Linked DNA regions of Mus musculus: region 2 is linked to region 1. A link is a contact called in public Hi-C data. All regions are on one chromosome and are shown on one strand. The core of a region is the stretch at or near the end of the contact, and the rest is flanking DNA. Distances in the headings are between cores, read along the strand shown.

Region 1 (6,564 bases), core at 1,906-4,405:
AATTCACTTTGTAGACCAGGCTGGCCTTGAACTCAGAAATCCACCTGCCTCTGCCTCCCAAGTGCTGGGATTAAAGGCATACGCCACCACTGCCCGGCTAGTGCTTCTCTTCTTGATTTCATTTTTCTTGCCCTTATTCATGTTTTCACTTCAAATTTGCTTTGTCGTGCAGATCATATTTAGGCTGCCTCTTAAAATGTACCAATAACCTGATGGGGCACAGTGGCACACACCTTTAAACTCAGCACTCAGGAGGCAGAGGCAGGTGGATCTCTCTGAGTTAGGGACCAGCCTGGTCTACAGAGTGAGTTCAGGATAGCCAGGGCTTTGTTATACATAAAAACTGTGTCTCAAAAACACCAGCCAACATTGGATTTAGCGCCAGGTCCCCAATGGAGGACTTAGAGAAAGGACTGAAGGAACTAAAGGGGTTTGCAACTCCATAGGATGAACAACAATATCAACCAAGCAGACCTCACAGACCTCCCAGGGACTAAACCACCAACCAAGGAGTACACATGGAGGGACTCATGGCTCCGGCTGCATATGTAGCAGAGGACGGCCTTCTCAGGCATCAATGGGAGGAGAGGCCCTTGGTCCTGTGAAAGCTTGATAGATTCCCCCAGTGTAGGGGAATTGAGAGTGGGGAGGCAGGAGCGGGTGGGTGGGTGGAGAAACACCCTCATAGAAGCAGGGGGAGTGGGGATGGGATGGGGGGGGGTTCTGGGAGCAGGGACAGGGGGGAAATTGGGAAAGGGGATAACATTTGAAATGTAAATAAAGAAAATATCCATTTAAAAACAAAACAGAAAACAGCCAACAAACCAAACCAACAACAACAATCAATAACCTAAATACCTAGCATTTAGCCCTTAAACTTGCTTCCCAGTCAAGAGCGAGCAGCCTTAGCGCCTGGAAGGAGTTGAGGCTGACTCAGCGACAAATACAGAGGGATGGTTCTATGCTTTAGGAGTGGAGAATCCAGGGTTTCTTGGAGGAAAGGCTGGTGATCCAGTATCAGACATAGAGTACGGCATCAACTTGAGGATATGCAAGGGAGAGTCAAAGCATAGGGAGGGTGGGCCGTGTGGGAAAAGACCAGGGAAGGAGGCACCCAAAGCACACGGCTGTGTTTGAACACACACCCCAGGTTGCGATGTAAAGGGTGGCCCGAAGCCAGCCCTGCCTCCTCAGAGGTACACATACGAATGCTGACTAGTTCCAGATCTCAGATAAGATGTGAATACAAAGCTAATTCTAAACAACGGTAGGCGCTGTGCCCAGGCATATTTTCTTTGTGTGTTTGTAAGGAAACCTGCTTAAGTGTGAAGAGAATCACATTTTAAGGGAGGCTGTGCTATACTGAACACATGACATGCTCAAAGCTGTGTGCTATCATCAACTATGAGCTTTCAGCTTTTGGTTTCTTTAATTTCAAACTTGCAGTCCTCTTGCCTCAGCTGGATAACTGGAACTTTCCCTCTGGTTTTAAGAGAAATAGTAATAATGAAAGAGTGACTATTTATTTGACTTAGAGTTGGACAGATTTTAGGGCTGGTAGGGAAAATTCTGGGGGTTCCCCTGGCTGATCTCTCCCACCTCTTTGGATGCCAAGGTTGAGACTGAGAGTCCCTGTCAATGTCCCAGGAAAGGTTGTGAAAGGACAGCTGTGGTGGTGGAGGCTCCGTGTCCCTGTCGTTCAGCACGAGTGTCACCCATGCTGTTAGAGCCCCAGAGAGAGCAGAGGTTTACTTCTATGAAAAAGACTCTCCCATTGCTTAGGAAATAGCTTTCTACTCTTTGGCTTTTGTCTCCTCGGATCTGCAGTTCCGCTTTGGAGATTGTGGAAACGGATAGTTCTTGAGTTCTGCCCTTCCATTCTGATTTATCCTCACTGATCTTAGTGTGACCGTTAAATTTAGTAGATATTCCTGTATCTCATTTAAGATGGGGAACGTAGGCATGATAGAGCTGATGTTGTGGGGGGGGGGGGCAGCACAAAGGAGAGGTGGGTGAGTGAGCCTTGGCCTTGCCCCTCCCCTGCCTCTGTCTTGTTCTCACTTTCCACCCTTGGGGCACCCACACTGTGTGTAGTTCTCTCTTTGGAACAGAGCCTCTCTCTCTCTTGCTTTCTTCTCTTATTCTTTGGTGCACATCAGACACCTGCTTTCTGGGGTTGGTTGGTTGTTGTTCCCCCCCCCCCCCCCCGCCGTTAGTCAAACCTGGTAATTTTTCAGTAAGAAGTACAAGGGAAGAAATGGAGAGATGATGCGCAAGGCATCTTCATGCCCCGGAGCACTGGGTGGGAAAGGCTGTCAGCCACTGTCCTGGGATTGTTTAGGGATGGGTTAAGGGGTTACCAAGCGTGGTGAGTGCCTCTCAAGCTTCACTGTGCCAGGAGGAAGAGGAGCTAAGGAGATAATTCAGTGCATAAGAGCGCTTGCTGCACACACGGGAGGACCTGAGTTCATGTCGTGTCAAAGACAATAATTAAAACCAGCCGGGTGTAGTTGCACAGGGTGTACCTGTGACCTCCAGCTTGTGGAGGGTGGAGCTTGATAGCTGCTAGCCTGGCTTCACAGTCCGTGAGAGACCTCATCACAGAGGAATGAGTCATGGAGAGATAGAGCAGGACACTAGGCATCCTCCTCTGACCTCTCCATGTACACACAGATGTCATGCATGCCTGTACCCTACTGTGTGTGTGTGTACTACCCATATATGCTACAAACACACACACACACACACATATACACATATATGCACAGACACACACAAGCACACATGCACACACACACACCCTGCATAAAATAACCCTCAAACTTTTACTGTGTTCACCTAGCTCCTTCAGATGGAGGTTCTGAAGGGTGTGTGTTGGTGTGTGTCAGTGTGTGTCGGTGTGTGTCGGTGTGTGCGTGCATGAGCGCACAGGGGTGGGATTCGGGGGAGGGGAAGCTCGGGACCACGGCTGCAGTTCCAGGACTGAGTTTCTGAGCAGCTTCAGGTGAAAGTATCTCAGCCTGCCATGCGAACATTTAGTAAGACTTACGTCTGCCTCCCAGTCACTTTGAAGCTATGATTCACTGCTCGCAGAGGAAGCGATAGCATCTAAAATTAGATTCTTCGATTGTAGCCACTCCAGAAGCAAGGGTGGGGTGCACTTCCCCTTTTGGGGCTCCCCTTGAAGACTGACACTGGGCAGTCCTGTAGCTCACGTCAGGTCACTGCAGGGGCAGAGCATCTTTGCACTCTGCCACACATTTTTTTGCTCTAGAGGCAAACCCTAGTTATTTTTAACCTCACATCTTGATGAGGCTGGGATGAGGTTAATTTTTAGTAGTGGTGCAGAACACACATCCGTCTTTTTTTTTTTAAAGAAATGCATAAAACCTCATATGGAGTTGTCAAAATAGGATGGCATATTTCATAAAAATATGAAGCAGGATAAGGAGTGGTTTATACCGGGTAAGTGTGGTGAGATTGTCTTTTGTTTTGTTCAGCACATAGGCAGTCCCGGGTGCAGTGGAATAAGTGAGGTTTCATTAGGGGCTGCGAAGTGAGACCTGCTTTCTCTGAGGTTTCTGCAACCCAGAGGAGTTCTCTAAGGCATTTAGGGTCTTGGCATTAGCATTTCTGAACAAACGTCTTCTGATCTATCTGAAAAGGTGCTGCCAGTTCACACGGGCTCCTAAAGTTCAGTGTGCTTGCTTCAGGGTTGTTTTGACCACAGAAGAAATATGATCACAGTTCATATTAAAGAAAGGTTACAAAAACAAACCCAACAACAACAACAACAACAACAACAACAAGCAAAGCCAACGAAACTGACACATGTGGTTTGGGCTGAGTTCTTTACTACATAAGAGAAAAAGCATCATTGTTCAGCGCCCACCCCTGAGCTGTTTTTCCCTCTTGTCTGTGTGGTGTGGGCTGGGGCTGGAGCCCAGATACACATGTTAAGCTTGCACTGTGTATCTGAGCTGCATTGCTAGCCTACTTCGGTGTTTCTAACGCATACACGTGAGGAGATGTTGCATATTTAGCTTGCTGGTCCTTATTAGGGAGGTTTGCTTTGTAATTGCCCAACATCCAATTGCTATCTAGTTATCCAGGGTTAAAGAAGACATTTAAAATGGCATGTACAACAGAGCTTCTTAATATCTGAGTTTGCATGTAAAATCACAGGTTCAGCTGTTTGTTTTTCAAATGAAGATGTGTATATCTATCTTGCCAGCCCAAGGTATCATAAATCTTAGTGTTGTAGTTTGTCAATATTATTCTCATTTCTTAATAGCATTTTCTCCGCAAGGGCTGGAGACATGATTCAGTGGTAGGCTGATGGTCTGGTGTGCTCAAGGCTCTAGGTTTGATTGCCAGGACTGAGAAGGCCAGCAACAAAACAGCTGCATTTGCCTGGATTTTAATGAATTAGTTAATGAATTAATGGGCAGGGCCTCATTCTGTAGCTTAGGCTTATCTAGAACATACTATGTAGCTCAGGCTGACTTCTTAGCTTACAGCCATCCTCCTGCATCAGCTTACCCAGGGTTGGGATTACAGGCATGAGCTACCCACTACACTATGCTGGCACTTGTCTTTATAAATAGCAACTTGTTTGTTTGCCTGTTTATTTGTTTGAGACAAGCTCTCACTGTGTCTTAAGTAGCAATGTTTAATTGGCTTAAAGTCTGCCCTAAGCTTCAAACATGCCCTGTATGTATCTTAAAACGCCCCATTCTTTAGCTCAGTTTGCATTTTTATTACACCAGGGAACAAGGAAGGCTTCTAACCTGTGGAAATGACTGGTAGTCAGGAAGGAAAGAGAGAAAATGGATAATGTATGGAATTTTGTGTTAGTTTTTGTTACAAGATGATTTTTACTTTTGATTTCAAAGCCAAGAAGAATAACTGAAATTGTCATTGATATATAATTGATACTATATGATAATATATTAATATAATGTAAGATAAAGATCAAAATAATCTCCAACTATATAGAGAGTTTGATGCTCAACTGGTTACATGAGATACCATCTTAGAGAGAGAGAACTGCACAATGATATAGCATTTAGTTAATATATGTTAATATATGTACAACAGCTCATATTTCAAATTCCAAGTAAATACTTCTATTGTGTATATGCCTAGCTTAGCTATTCTAAATAATTGCTGGAAGCCGTGGGGAGTTTCATCTCCACACATGGTTGGTTCGTGAGCTCTGCATCATCCAGTGGTTCTTCTACATGATATCATTGGGCCCCAAACATTCTGAGAGTGCTAAGGGGCCCTTTAAGTTCTTTACGCGAAGCCTTACTTGGTGTGTTCTCTCCTGAGGGAGTATGGGAGAGGAACTTTATTAATAGTTAAAAATGCTTAAAATTAAATTGCCAGTGTAAAGTGTTTTCATAAAATGGGTAGTATACCAGAAAATCAAATAACCCCATTAAAAAATGGGGCTCAGAGCTAAACAAAGAATTCTCACCTGAGGAATACCGAATGGCAGAGAAGCACCTGAAAAAATGTTCACCATCCTTAATCATCAGGGAAATACAAATCAAAACAACCCTGAGATTCCACCTCACACCAGTCAGAATGGCTAAGATCAAAAATGCAGGTGACAGCAGATGCTGGCGAGGATGTGGGGAAAGAGGAACACTCCTCCATTGTTGGTGGGATTGCAAGCTTGTACAACCACTCTGGAAATCAGTCTGGTGGTTCCTCAGAAAATTGGACATAGTACTACCAGAGGATCCTGCAATACCTCTTCTGGGCATATATCCAGAAGATGTCCTAACCGGTAAGAAGGACACATGCTCCACTATGTTCATAGCAGCCTTATTTATAATAGCTAGAAGCTGGAAAGAACCCAGATGCCCCTCAGCAGAGGAATGGATATAGAAAACGTGGTACATTTACACAATGAAGTACTACTCAGCTATTAAAAAGAATGAATTTATGAAATTCCTAGGCCAATGGATGGACCTGGAGGGCATCATCCTGAGTGAGGTAACCCAATCACAAAAGAACTCACATGATATGTACTCACTGATAAGTGGATATTAGCCTAGAAACTTAGAATACCCAAGATATAAGATACAATTTGCAAAACACATGAAACTCAGAAAGAACGAAGACCAAAGTGTGGACACTTTGCCCCTTCTTAGAATTGGGAACAAAACACCCATGGAAGGAGTTACAGAGACAAAGTTTGGAGCTGAGATGAAAGGATGGACCATCTAGAGACTGCCATTCCCGGGGATCCATCCCATAATCAGCCTCCAAACACTGACACCATTGCATACACTAGCAAGATTTTGCTGAAAGGACCCTGATATAGCTCTCTCTTGTGAGACTAGGCTGGGGCCTAGCAAACACAGAAGTGGATGCTCACAGTCAGCTATTGGATGGATCACAGGGCCCCCAATGGAGGAGCTAGAGAAAGTATCCAAGGAGCTGAAGGGATCTGCAACCCTATAGGTGGAACAACATTATGAACTAACAGTATCCCTGGAGCTCGAGTCTCTAGCTGCATATAGAAGATGGCCTATTCGGCCATCAGTGGAG
Region 2 (6,564 bases), core at 2,994-5,493, 550 kb after region 1:
CTTGCTGTTTCACATCTGTGGCTCTTTATAGTCGTCAAGCCTTGGTCAGTCTGACTCTGTCCTCTCAACCTCCTGCATCCCACTGGCTCCCATCCTTACCATTCCCTTGAACTGTCTAGCTGCTTCTTTCTTATTCAGCTGTCAAGCATCCAGTCCTCTTGCCACATTTGCAGCTGAGCCAGCTATGGGTGCTGCTCTAGCAATACTGCCTCCTCTCTCACAGTCAGCATGCTGCCCTTTTCTTTGTGTTACTGGTTTTATCTGCATTCTGAACATAGGAAAGAAAAGGCTGCCTGAGAGAAGCTTTTCATTTTTTTATCAGGCTTGACGTTACATCAGGATGTCCTCGATGCTGTCTCCTAGCAGATTCACTAAATGATCTAAAGCAGGCTGCCAGAGAATGAGTGTCTGTTCCCATCACAACACACTTTACATGTAAGTGAAGGCTTGTGACTGCACCAATCACAGCATACCCCCACATGTAAATGAAGGCTTGTGTCTGCACCAATCACAGCATACCCCCATATGTAAATGAAGGCTTGTGTCTGTACCAATCATAGCATTGTCTCTTTAGCATCAGTCACAGGCCTTCTGCTGGTTCATCAGGGGACATGCCCCCTCACCCCATCACCTGCTTAGGTAGAAATGAAGTTCACCGAGGCTTGTGATAGCAAAAGCCATCTGGTACAAACTGTTTTGAGTAGCTCAGTATGCAGCTGCACCTTCAGAAGTCAAAGCAAGCAGCTATTACTGCATGGCTTTCTCAAGCCACTCACAGAGGCTGATGCTGGCACAAAGGTAGTCTTGGCCAGCAGCTTTGATTGACAGTCTTTTTTATCAAGACATTAAGGGCAGCAAAGGAGAGTTCAACAGCTGATAGGGAGTCAAACTAGCCTATCCCCCATAGTCTTGCTTATTTACAGGAAGTGGGGCATCAGCCATACTTTTTTTGGGGGGGGGGAGGCTTTAAGACAGGGTTTCTCTGTGTAACCCTGGCTGTCCTGGAACTCACTCTGTAGACCATGTTGGCCTCAAACTCAGAAATCCCCCTGTCTCTACCTCCCAAGTGCTGGGATTAAAGGCATGTTCCACCACTGCCCAGTGACATCAGCCAAACTTATATTAAGAACACCAACGTCAATAGTAATTTTAATGGATTTTTAACGGGGCTTTCAAAGTGCTTAAACATGTGTCAATGAAGTATACCTGGATGGAAGATTCTTTCCAAGACAAGGTGCATATTAAATATCCTTACCTTGAGAGAAACTTCAGTGACTACCACAAACAGTCATCAGCGGACCCCATACCCATGTCCTGTGAGACCTAGAGCATCTTGTTAGGATTACTTGACTGCTTTGGTCTTCCTTCTCATTCTTTCTCTTTCTGTAGCCTGGACACGGTTAGCCTATTTTTACTAGGAAACAGCTTCTGGATGCAACAAAGATCTGACGGAAGCAAAATGGATCTTAGAAGACTCTTGTAGAACAAGTAGGAGATGGGCAGAAAACTGAGGCAACTTGCCTATAGAAAAGCCACAAAAGGCTGTCTTAGTTAGGCTTTCTATGGGTATGAAGAGACACCATGACAGTGGCAGCTTTTATAAAGGAAAACATTTCATTGGGGGCTCTGGGATGGTTTGTATATGCTTGACCTGGGGAGAGGCACTTAGAGGGTGTGGCCCTGTTGAAGTAGGTATGGCCTTGTTGGAGTAGGTATGCCACTGTGGGTGTGGGCTTTAACACCCTCATCCTAGCTGCCTGGAAGTCAGTATTCTGCTAGTAGCCTTCAGATGAAGATCTCCTCCACCATGCCTGACTGGATGCTGCCATGTTCCTGCCTCGATGATGATGGACTGAACCTCTGAACCTGTAAGCCAGCCCCAGTTGAATGTTGTTCTGTATAAGAGTTGCCTTGGTCATGCTGTCTGTTCACAGCAGTAAAACCCTAACTAAGACACTGGGTCTGACTTGAGCAAATGAAACCTCAAAGCCCATCCGAAGTGATACACTTCCTCCCATAAGGCCAGACTTCCTAACAGTGGTGCTTCCTGTGAGCCTCGGGGTGCCATTTTCATTCAAAACACCCCAGAGGTGTATAAAGACTTTCTTGGGCAGACCAACATGTTCTCTGTGCATACAGATAGCCAACCAGATCTAACATAGGCGAGACCCAAACTTTTTCATATGCCTAGAACCTGAGCATGGTGAGAATCCCACCTGAGAACCTGTCACAGCGCTGTTCCTCCTCGGTGACAAGCTTAGTTTGAACGAAGAAAGATCTTGCCTGGAAGAAAAGGCAAGGCGTGGCTCTCTCTGTGCTACTCATGGTTGTGGTGGGACTAGGGGAAAGTAGAAGAGATTCTGCGAAATGTTCTAACCACAAGGGTATCAAAAATAGAATGTTTGCTGTATGTGTGACTTGAAAACCACAGGTTGAAATTTGACGCTCTTAGCTGATAGGTTCCTTTGGGTGGTCTCGTTCCCAGGTTACTTGGAGATTGATCAGCCTCTAAATCCAACTTCCCTCCCAGGTAAGAAGGAAGACATAGGCCACTGAGCGGAAGATCCAGCAGAACCATGGCGGTAGCGTGTTGTACAGAGAGGTGGTAGATATTGGAGTTATGCCTAATCCATTTAAAGGGAAAGTACAGTGGTTTGGGAGGATGGCAGCGAAGGGGAGGCTATGAGTGCTGGCTGGATTGATTTAAGGAAGAGCCAAGTGAGAGCCCAGTGTGGTGTTGCATGCCTTTACAGTGAAAGGCAGGCTGACCTCTGTGGGCTTGATCTACACCGGGAGTTCGAGGTCAGCCAGGTCTACAGAGAAAGACAGAGAGAGGGAGAGAGAGAGAGAGAGGGGGAGAGAGAGAGAGAGAGAGGGAGAGAGAGAGAGAGAGACACAGACTCAGTGACTGGATATGTATTCTGTGAAGACAGAGTTGTTGGGAGTATACTGATGGTAACACAGAGAACCATGGAGACATCCCTGTCCCTGAGAAATATGGGGAACAGAGAAAAATCAGTCTAACAGTCTCGATATACTTGAAGGAATCCTGGCACATTGGAGTAGGAGAGGAACCTCTGAGTCCAGGGCTCTGCACATCTTGATTGATGGACAAAGCCTGCCCTTCCCATGATGCTTCCCTAGCTTAGCCCCACCTCCATACAAGAGTGAGGTCCTGCAGCCTCAGGGACACCTCTGGAGAACTTGGTTCTAGTTAAAGACAGCTAACTATCTTATATTGAGCGTGGAATGCCACTTCAGTCCTGGTCAGATAATTTCTTCTGTTAAACGAGAACATTTAGACCTGTACATGTTAGGTGATATTTAGAGCTTCTTCATCTTCAAATATCTGGAAGCTAAATTGCAAATTAAAAATACAGCCTTGGTCACTTAAATGATTTTGTACCAGAGTTTGAAGCTAGGGCATTACACATGCCAAGTAAATATTCTACCACCGATCTATACCTCCAAACCCATGTTAATCTTTTATTTTGAGGCAGTCTTGTTTGATATGAGTTCACTCTGTAGCCCAGGCAGGCCTTGACCTTGTGATCCTTCCTGCCTCTTGATCTCAAGATGTGTGATGACAGTTCTGTGGCACCAGGTCCAGGTAGAACGTTTTGAAAAGAAAATAGCTTTTGAGTTGTAACATTGTTAGGAAAAATGTTTAAAGTGGGGGGGGGGAGAGGAGGAAAGGGGAAGAGGGAGGGGGAAATGAGGAAGAGGGGGAGAGGGAGGGAGGGAGGGAGAGAGAGAGAAATATGGGGAGGAGGGAGGAAAGGGGAAGAGGGGGAGAGGGAGGGGGAAATGGGGAAGAAGGGGAGAGGGAGGGAGAGAAGAGAGAAGGGAGGGAGGGAGAAAGAGAGAGAGGGGGAGGGAGGAGAGAGGGGGGAGGGAGGGAGAGGGGGAGAGGGAGGGGGAGAGAGAGAGAGAGAGAGAGAGAGAGGCGCGGGTGGTGAGGTGTGTTCACTGTTTAGCCTTGACTGTCCTGTAACTCACTAGTAGACCAGACTGGCTTTGAACTAGGAGATCCACCTGCCTCTGCCTCCTGCCCACATGCTGGAATTAAATATGGGTGCCTCCATGCCCTGCCTTTGCCTGGACTTTTAAATATCTTAATCTCCATCACACACGGGATACACCACATTTCCTTTTCAACCCTGGCAGCAGTCTTTCTCACACTCCCTCGCATACTTGAGTCACCTGTGGGGGTTACAGAGCAGCTCTGACTCAGCAGACCAGGGCAGGGCTGGAGAGTCTCTGGCCCCACCAGGCAGAGTACGCATGCACCAGTCTGCGCCCACGCTCCTGCAGCCTGCTCGCTCTGCAGTGTCAGTAGACCTCTGGTGGCCACATTCGAAATGTGCATTGTTACACTCGATTTTTTTTTCTTTTTTCTTCTGAAAATATTAAATGCTATGTCTCCCCAAAGCCAGCAACTCTACCAGTCTTGTTATTGGCAAAGCAAACAGGGTTTGTTGATTTGAACTCTAACTACCACAGTATTGAAACAGCCAATGTAACATTAGTTTGGACTCTTGATTTAGGTTTTGGTGTCACTCCAGAGAGGCCACATAGCCAGTTAGTGATCATCAAAGAAGGGGCACGCTTAGTCTACATAAATATTAAAGTGAATGTACTTTCTATAAAAGAATACAGGAAAGCAGTCCAGTAGAAGGCTTTATGTGGAGTAATGAATGACTTAAAAGGGCCTTCTTTATTAGTATTGAAAAAGAAAACCTCAGTCTTTTAATTTGACTCACCTTCTCCTGCCAGGGGTTGCCTTAAGTTGTATTTCTTATTAGGTGTTCTCTAATTTAGCCCTTCTATGAAGCAGACTAACCTGCTCTTTAATTAGAAAAATCGAGAGCAGTTTTATAGTAATTTTAAATTTCTGGGTTTTTTTTTTTTTTGGCTAATTTCCATCTATGCTACTGAAACAGAAAACAGAAACGCTGTCCACAGTTCAGATGAGATGTGTCTATCAGCATCCGAGAGACTCCGTTTTAAGAAACACTGCATTTTTTTCCTGTTTTTCTTCTAGCTGCAAACATTTTTTTTTTAATTTCGAATGTCAATAGACATATTTCCTGGTCCTGCCATGTACTTAGATAAATGTTCCAGAAGCCAACTCAGTTTTTTTTTTCCCAAATAACCAGAAAATGACTATCACTCTAGAGTGGGAACATCTGGCCCAAGAATGTTCACGATCTCTTAGCCCCAGGGCAATCCAACTGAAAACTTGTAAATTAACATCAATCTTAACTTGACTTTGATGGAAACTTCTCGTTTTATGCTTGAGCCGACTCAGCAGAACACAGTCCCCTGCAGATGCCGGGCATCAGTGCATTTGCTCATAGAAACTTCCTTGAGTGGAGAAATGTCCAGTGCTCTTGCGTAGGGCACATCAAGTGAGATCCCAGGGTGCTTTGCGATTTTTGCTGACTTTTCATAATCTTAGTAAAGTGTGTTGCTAAGGTTTCAAAGACGGGTGCTAAAATGAGTTTTCTTTTTTAAATTAATTTATTGATTTGTTTATTTACATTCCACACACTGCCCTTCTCCCAGCCCCCCAGAGTCCCTCCCTCTATCCCACCTCCCCTTTGCCTCTGAGATGGTGCCCCCCCCCATATCTCCCTACTCTGATGCATCAAATCCCTGCAGGATTAGGCACATCCTCTCCCATGAGGCCAGACAAGGCAGCCCTCTGCTACGTATGTGCCTGGGGCTTTGGTCCAGCCAGCCCTTGTATGCTCTTTGGTGGATGGCTCAGTTAGAAGTTTTATATGCTTATTTAAAACTCCTTTTCAGCCTTATAAAATAACCTGGCACTTATGAGAACTGTCTGTACAGTCCAATTCAAATGTTTCTGGTTGGAATTACAGTAGGAAAGGTTTTTCTTAGCACAGGTTTAATGAGATACATAATAAATGGTTAGGTATAGCTATTTCTACATCCATAGAGTCTATAAAGTCACACATGCCTTTATATGAATCTGTGAATCAGGGATCTGCCTGTGGTCGGTGGATTTAACCAGACTTTACCTGGGAAGAAACCCTGAAGCCACTAGTTTATCCACACTAAGCCTTTCATTGTATAGCAAAATGTCTGCAGGACGGGCTACTGTGCCTACAGGCAGGGTTTGCTTAATGTTTGACTTTTTCATTACAATGTGATATAAGGAAGAACGGAGCCTCAATAGACGCCTTTCCAAATAAAGAGCTCTTTATAGTTAGTTAGACTGCACTTTAAATTTCAACTTAAGGCTGAAGATAAAAGTTGGATCTAGAATGTTTGTCCCGTGGTCGCTAAAGCCCTCTGCTTGACACCCTCCATTGGAAACAAAAGAGTTCTCTCTCTGATAATTCTAATCCCCCCTCCATTCATGTCTTTCATCTTGGGGAGTTCCATTGCGTGAAGGAGCCAACATAAAGGTAATTATCCAAGTGAATGTTCAAGACAGAGTTGAAAGTCGAAGCGCCCCTTGCCACGTCTTAGCCACGTCTTAGCGACACAGCAGAGATTCAGTATTAAAATAAAGACGTAGCTCACTACCAAAAGCAT

Evidence for each region. Hi-C and Micro-C count contacts between places; a contact is called where the count stands out from the background.
Region 2: a contact with region 1 is called in a Hi-C map of CD8 T cells, with 3 times the contacts expected there. The contact joins two enhancer-like sites. A contact is called at or near these places in 6 of 484 Hi-C or Micro-C datasets (CD4 T cells, CD8 T cells, the N1E-115 cell line and 2 more) and 4 of 115 datasets of contacts at active chromatin or transcription factors (CD8 T cells, effector CD8 T cells, large pre-B cells and 1 more).

The regions. Positions count from the first base shown.
Region 1 is chr8:35,630,971-35,637,534 of GRCm38.p6, forward strand. All of the region lies in intron 1 of Mfhas1 (malignant fibrous histiocytoma amplified sequence 1), which reads left to right. Among named protein-coding and RNA genes, the nearest start is that of Gm16793, 45 kb to the left of the region's middle. Within about 2 kb of position 3,156, at least 129 of the 459 cell types and tissues checked have an H3K27ac peak or open chromatin away from gene starts, as enhancers often do. A contact at or near this core is called in CD8 T cells, the N1E-115 cell line, Th1 cells and 1 more, where this site is marked.
Region 2 is chr8:36,180,033-36,186,596 of GRCm38.p6, forward strand. No RefSeq gene overlaps it. Among named protein-coding and RNA genes, the nearest start is that of Gm35520, 5.2 kb to the right of the region's middle. Within about 2 kb of position 4,244, at least 188 of the 459 cell types and tissues checked have an H3K27ac peak or open chromatin away from gene starts, as enhancers often do. A contact at or near this core is called in CD8 T cells, the N1E-115 cell line, Th1 cells and 1 more, where this site is marked.